2 separate regions of the Pan troglodytes genome follow, and region 2 is linked to region 1. The links are chromatin contacts, called in public Hi-C maps. All regions are on one chromosome and are shown on one strand. The core of a region is the stretch at or near the end of the contact, and the rest is flanking DNA. Distances in the headings are between cores, read along the strand shown.

What was found. A called contact is a pair of places that touch in the nucleus more often than the background predicts.
Region 2: a contact with region 1 is called in a Hi-C map of blood, with 6 times the contacts expected there. The contact joins two enhancer-like sites. A contact is called at or near these places in 3 of 7 Hi-C or Micro-C datasets (blood, induced pluripotent stem cells and stem cell-derived neural progenitor cells) and 1 of 1 datasets of contacts at active chromatin or transcription factors (stem cell-derived excitatory neurons).

Annotation. Positions count from the first base shown.
Region 1 is chr9:18,630,857-18,634,166 of NHGRI_mPanTro3-v2.0_pri, forward strand. The region is part of intron 2 of PSMA1 (proteasome 20S subunit alpha 1); the gene reads right to left. Among named protein-coding and RNA genes, the nearest start is that of COPB1, 37 kb to the left of the region's middle. Within about 2 kb of position 1,980, at least 1 of the 24 cell types and tissues checked has an H3K27ac peak or open chromatin away from gene starts, as enhancers often do.
Region 2 is chr9:18,992,003-18,995,366 of NHGRI_mPanTro3-v2.0_pri, forward strand. No RefSeq gene overlaps it. Among named protein-coding and RNA genes, the nearest start is that of CYP2R1, 11 kb to the left of the region's middle. Within about 2 kb of position 1,844, at least 8 of the 24 cell types and tissues checked have an H3K27ac peak or open chromatin away from gene starts, as enhancers often do.

The DNA of each region.
Region 1 (3,310 bases), core at 730-3,229:
AATTTTCCTCCCTCAGTGTGTGACTAAAAGAGAGGCCTGTACGAAAGCCATGGCACACTTGAGTTGTTTAGAAATATTTTTTTCCAGAAATTAAGCAATTATTACAGACTGTCATCTAGATAGTTGAGTAACAATGAATCTTACATGTTCATGGGAAAATTTCCTTTTCTTTCTTTCTTTCTTTTTTTTTTTTTTTGAGACGGAGTTTTGCTCTTGTTGCCCAGGCTAGAGTGCAATGGCACGATCTCGGCTCACTGCAACCTCCGCCTCCAGGGTTCAAGAGGTTCTCCTGCCTCAGCTTCCCGAGTAGCTGGGATTACAAGCATGCGCCACCACACCCGGCTAATTTTTGTATTTTTAGTAGAGACGGGGGTTTCTCCATTTTGGTCAGGCTGGTCTCGAACTCCCGATCTCAGGTGATGCGCCCACCTCGGCCTCCCAAAGTGCTGGGATTACAGGCATGAGCCACCCCGCCCGGCCATTCATGGGAAAATTTCAGTTTGGCTTTTATTAGGATTTTTTTAATTCTAAAAAATCCTGAAATAACTAATAATGGTCTTTAAATTGGAGAATTAGTGTTGTTTTTCTGTTCCATTCTTCCTGCAAGATACCTCTATTGATCAATTTTGCAAATACTGGTTAAGAATCAGGGTGTATCCTGATCCAAATCCCCAAATCATGCTTCGAGGAGTTGAAAGCCATTAAAACCCCAAGAAACCAAATATCTCTTTTGTTGGTCCACAAGTAGGGCTTTTATATAAGAGCCACTCTGAAGTGTCCAGCCAAGCACTTTCAGCCACCAATATATATGCATAGAAGGTAATAGTGAAAAGCACAGGTTTTGGAGCCAGACATTTCTCATTCCTTCAAAAAATATTTGTTGATCACCTTACTATATACTAAGCATTATTACTAACAATAATAACTGTTATTACTAATCCCGGCCAATGTCTTCTCATTTTCAAGATAAACCTCTCTTAGGCCGCGCGCGGTGGCTCACGCCTGTAATCCCAGCACTTTGGGAGGCCGAGGGGGGCGGATCACCTGCGGTCAAGAATTCGAAAGCAGCCTGACCAACATGGAGAAACCCCGTCTTTACTAAAAATACAAACATTAGCCGGGCTTGGTGGTGAGCGCCTGTAATCCCAACTACTCGGGAGGCTGAGGCAAGAGGATCGCTTGAACCCGGGAGGTGGAGGTTGCAGTGAGCAGAGATCTTGCCACTGCACTCCAGCCCGGGCGAAAGAGCGAGACTCCGACTCCAAAAAACAAACAAACAGAAAAACAAACAAAAAAACTCAGATATTTCTTCCTCTAATAGGACAAAGGCAGCATTTAAAAAAAATTTTTTTTATTTTTATTTTTGAGACGGAGTCTCGCTCTGTCGCCCAGGCTGGAGTGCAGTGGCACGATCTCGGCTTATCGCAAGCTCCGCCTCCTGAGTTCATGCCATTCTCCTGCCTCAGCCTCCCGAGTAGCTGGGACTACAGGCGCCCGCCACCACGCCAGGCTAATTTTGTTTTTCTATTTTTAGTAGAGATGGGGTTTCACTGTGTTAGCCAGGATGGTCTCAATCTCCTGACCTCGTGATCCGCCCGCCTCGGCCTCCCAAAGTGCTGGGATTACAGGCGTGAGCCACCGCGCCCTGCCAAAGGCAACATTTTTTCGTGTCATGATGGCTTCAGAATTTCTTTTCCTTTAGCTTGTTGCTGGAGTGGCAAGGGCAACAAGAGAACAGACGTTTTATGATGGAAGGAGTATGCTTACAAATAGGCCAAATATTTCCATTTGTTTTATTTCTTTATCTTTCCTCAAGACAAGAGAGAAAAAATTCAATCCTTAGTCTGCCAATAGACCAATAATTCCTAAGATATTGTTTACAATAAAAGTAATATGTCCTTTAAAACTAATGTTTTCTAGAATTTCAGTGGCAAACTAAGTGCGCAGTTCCTTCCTCTACTGCTAGGTGGCGATTAATGCCTTATTTAGAAAAAACAATTCTTCTCCCTGACCCCACCACACTCGCCCAGAAAAATACGTGCATTTTCTCTTCTTTACGGTAAGACTTCCCTTAAGGATAATATTCTTTTATTCCTGTTTTGTCCAAGTGAATTTACATTCACCTTTTCCTTTAATTGTTAAGAATAACACATACAAATCAAACGCATACTGCAATAACTAAGGAAGAATAGATCATATCTTTTAAAGAGGGTGGTTTCCAAACTGAGTGTATGTTCATGAATGATACAGAGTAGGAAGTTGCTATAACTTCCCTGCAGGGGTTTTTTTTTTTTTTTCAGTTTCACTAAAGAAAAATTTCCTGGCCCATGCTAACATCATGCCTAATGTGATTAATTATAAATGTAACATTATTAAATATAAAATAAAAATAGAGAAGGAAAATTATTTTAAAGACCTAAAGGCAATTTTAATGTGGTAAAATTACTTTTTTTTTTTTTTTTTTTTTGAGACAGAGTATCACTTTGTCACCCAGGCTGGAGTGCAGTGCCATGATCTCAGCTCACTGCAACTTCCATCTCCCAGGTTCAAGTGATTCTCATGCCTCAGCCTCCCCAGTAGCTGAAATTACAGATGTGCACTGCCACACCTGGCTAACTTTTGTATTTTTAGTAGAGATGGGGTTTTGCCATGTTGGCCAGGCTGGTCTCGAACTCCTGGCCTCAAGTGATCCGCCTGCCTCGGACTCCCAAAGTGCTGGGATTACAAGTGTGAGCCACCGCGCCTGGCCTAAAATTGCTTTTTAATGTGAACTATGGGAAAAACAACGAAATAATTATTCATAAAAGTAACTGAGGGGGTATAATATAAAAAAATTTTTTTTTCAGGCAATCTTTCAATATTTATTCCTAGCAAAATTACTTAAAAACTACACATAGTTCCTATGTATTTATAAGTCTAGTGAATCTGGTCTACATTTTTTTCTAAGTATGTTTAATTGTGTGTACATTGCTGTCTCCAACCTTCTTTGCCAAAAAGAATACGTGTAGTGGATGTTTGTTTTATATAAAATTCAAATATTGAATCCCTGTTTAAAGAAGACTCTCGGTTTGGGTCTTAAACTAAAGACTTTTCCCAGGCTGGACTCGATAAAGTCTAAAATCAAAAAGAAAAGCTGCTTCTGGCATTCTAGGCCTTCCCTGCATCCAGATGGCCTGTCTGTAGCCTAGCCAGAACCAAACCCTTCCTGCTGCCTTTTCAGCTGGTCTTGGATGACAGCCCCATGCTACGCCAGCTTCCATATCCCTTAACTCTTGAATGTCCAAGATTTTTAAGAAGAAGTGGGACTTCC
Region 2 (3,364 bases), core at 594-3,093, 360 kb after region 1:
GCAAACTCATACAGACAGAAAGTATAGTAGAAGTTACCAGGGGCTGGTAGAAGGAATAGTGGGGATTATTGTCAAACACAGTTTCCATTTGGGATAACGAACAAATTCTGGAAACGGATAATGATGATGATTTGCACAACATTGGGAATATAATTATTGCCACTGAACTGCATGATTAAAAGTGTCAAAATGGTGTTAAAAGGATTCTGTTCCTGCTTACAATTTCGAAAGCAACAGTAGCATATCACTCCCACCATAACAATGAGAAAAACCTGAATAATCTATAAAATCATAATTTTTTGGACCCACCAGAAAGCTGAAGTCACAAGGCAAACTGAGTCACAAAGTATACTGATTCAAAAGGGTAACAAGCTCCTCCAAGAAGAAATGGATCACATGAATTGCTTCAACTTTGGAAGAAGAGGTGGCACTTGTAAAAGCTGGTAAGCAGGACTGGATTTGAGCAAATGCGTGTGTGGGCATCATCCAATTGGTTGAGAGATTGATAGAACAAAAAGATTGGGAAAGGTTGGATTCCTAGCCCTGTCAGATCCTATTTCAAGTTTAGATATGTTCTTTGTCCTGGATGTTTTTGCACTCGTTTTTATCATTAAAGACATTACGTTAAAATATTACTCTGGATTCCTGAGATTTTTGGCACCCCTTTACATTTTGCAATGGAAACAAGTGCCTCACTCATCTCACCCCAGTTCGGGCCTTCCAGGGCACCTTTATAGAGAAACTGATTTTGTTCACCAAATAAAACGAAGCTAGTCTTTGCCCCAGCAGTTTGCTTTCCTAGGTAAGGAGAGATCAGATATAAAATGTAGATGTGCTCTGGATTTATTCTTGGTTGAGGATTGCACCAGGCAGCAGCAACAAAACGATTTTGATTTGCTGAGTCTGAATCTAATTGATCCACACAGGTTTCCCTTTGCTCGCTATGCTTAGGTCTGGCCTGGCCCACTGGCTTCTGACAGGGTGGCTTTTATTTTGGAAGTGTGAGGACGCACTGGACGGTCGCCACATGGGGATTTCTGGTTGAGCAGTTTTCAGAGAATGAAATCAGTTCCTTCGTGCTTTTCCTGGGAGCATTTCCTGAGCGCTAGAAAGGTTCGCCTTTCTAGGCCCAGATCGCACAAGGGGCAAGCAAAGCGTCAAAACAGCGCCCCCTGTCGGCCGCGAAGGCGTGGCGGCCCGCGGACCGGCGGACCCCGGGTCATACCAGCTGTCCGGGTGCACAGGCCCAGGGGCCCCACGACCGCGGGTGTCGGGACCGTGGGCTCCACTGAGGAGCCCACCGAATCCTTCGGCCTGGCCAGGCAGGGGGTCTTCTTGCCAGTCCGCGGAAGCCAGGTCCGGGAGACGGCGGGGCTCGCTGTGCCTCCGGACCTACACTCTGCTCGGGGGCCGGATTTCTGCAAAGCGTCCACTTGGAAAGAAGTTTCACTTGCAGGGAAGGCGGGTGTACGCAATGATGGTCCGTGTGTCCGGGATGTGAATGCCAACCAAGACTGCGTCCGTTGGTGGAGTGTGCGCGGGTCCTCCGTGAGGGTGCTTCTGGCAGTCACAGTTCACGAGTTAGCGAGAAGATGGCTGGGAGGCGGCGAGCCCCCGCTCCCGGGGCGCGCATTTCGAACTCCATAGGTATGGGTGAGTTGGTTAGCATTGGATACAAGTGCTTGTTCTTATCTGAGTACAGACACCTGGTAACCTTCGGGCCTGCAGAGGCCCCTGTGCTCCTTTGGAGAGCGCTGCAGGACGGGCTGGGTTGCATCCGGGCCTTTACCCCAGGTAGCCGGCAGCAAGTGAACTGGCCTAGATTGGCCGGCCCAGGGCACCTCCACACACAGAGCCCCGCGGCACAAGGCAGCTGTGCAAAACGGTCTCTAGAGGGGCTGCCCTCGCCCTGGTGAATGGGCAGGAAGGCGTGTGCATATGTGTGTGTGTGTGTGTGTGTTCGGGCGCGCGTTGGGGTGCAGCCGGCCGGTCGTAGGCTGCGGTGAAAGGTGGCTTGTTATTCTGGGCACCGCAAAGGGTTTCACTTCCCCTGGGTGAGCCTTCTGGGGGTGCTGTCTTGGGCAGAGCGCCAGCCCCAGCGGTACCACTGCTGGGGAGCCCGCTGGGGTCCGAGTCCGCCCACTGTGGGGCTGTTGTCTGCTCTTGCCGTTAGCCCCGCACGTTCTCTGCATTTCCCCTGGTCTCTCCCCTTTGATCTGGAGGCGCTGTTTCAACGGCTGTCAGTCTCTAGAAGGGTAAATTCGGTTCCGGTCATTCTTCCAGTGGGCCCTTATCCCTAATCCTCCCTCTCCTCTCGCCTGCTCCCTCGGAGGCGAGCTCCCTGTTTGGGGCGGTCACGGCGCCGCGGCGTACCCTGCGGGCGGAGAGGCCCACTTCGGTGGCAACCTGAGCTGGGTCCAACACTACGGTGTGTGCCCCTTGGGGAACAGTCCCTAAATCAGCGCAGGGCAGCAGGCGATCCCAAGGAGATGGGTTTGTCCAGGGGTTTGGCCTTCTAGAGAGGCATGAGGCACCCGCATCTACGTTCAGGTGAAGCTGCGGAGCTCAGTCCCTACAGACAGCCGGGCTGTCTGAGAGCAAGAGCCTTGGGCTGTGTACCTGTCATTAAATGTTCCTGGGACTAGGAACGTGCAGAGCAAGTGTGTGTGTGTGTGTGTGTGTGTGTGTGTGTGTGTGTGTGTCTGGGCTATTGAAATAACGACCTTGCCCCGGGAAAGATAACCCCAGCTGTCTAAGTGCCTAAGGAGGGAGACAGTGAACCTGCCTTCTTCAGCCATATTGGGCAGAAAGCCTTCCTGGTAGACTAGACCCACAGGATGGGACTAAGGGCCTTCGACCCCAAGCGGAACCCGGCACCCTCAGGCCTGGACATCTCTCTCTGCTCTGTCAAGCTTCCAAACCGTTTACATTCATGAATGCCTTCAAACTTGAAGGTACCCCATTGGGGCAATGAGGCCTAGATAGTGTCCAGTTACTTGCCTGAGGTTACACAGGAAGAGAGGCAGCACAGGAAACCTGGCCTCTAGCCACTCTGCCACACCAACCTCTTGGGGAAGGGCCCCAAAACACACGAGGAACCCTAGGAGACACTCTAGAGAGCCCCCTGAACAAACGCAGAGCTGTGTGGAGCCTGGAGTTTTAAATTCCTATGAAGAACAAAGCCAAGGCAGACTACAGGAGGGGCAACTGAATCCCCCACCCCCAGCTCCACATGTTGTTCTAGGCCCTGGGGAAGGGTGCGTGGAGAGATATTTCATGAGGAGGTGTGAAGGGATGGAAAGACTTGGAAAGGGGACCTGAAGCCTGAGGAGACTTGGGGACTCCTAGTTAGGAAGTGCCTTTG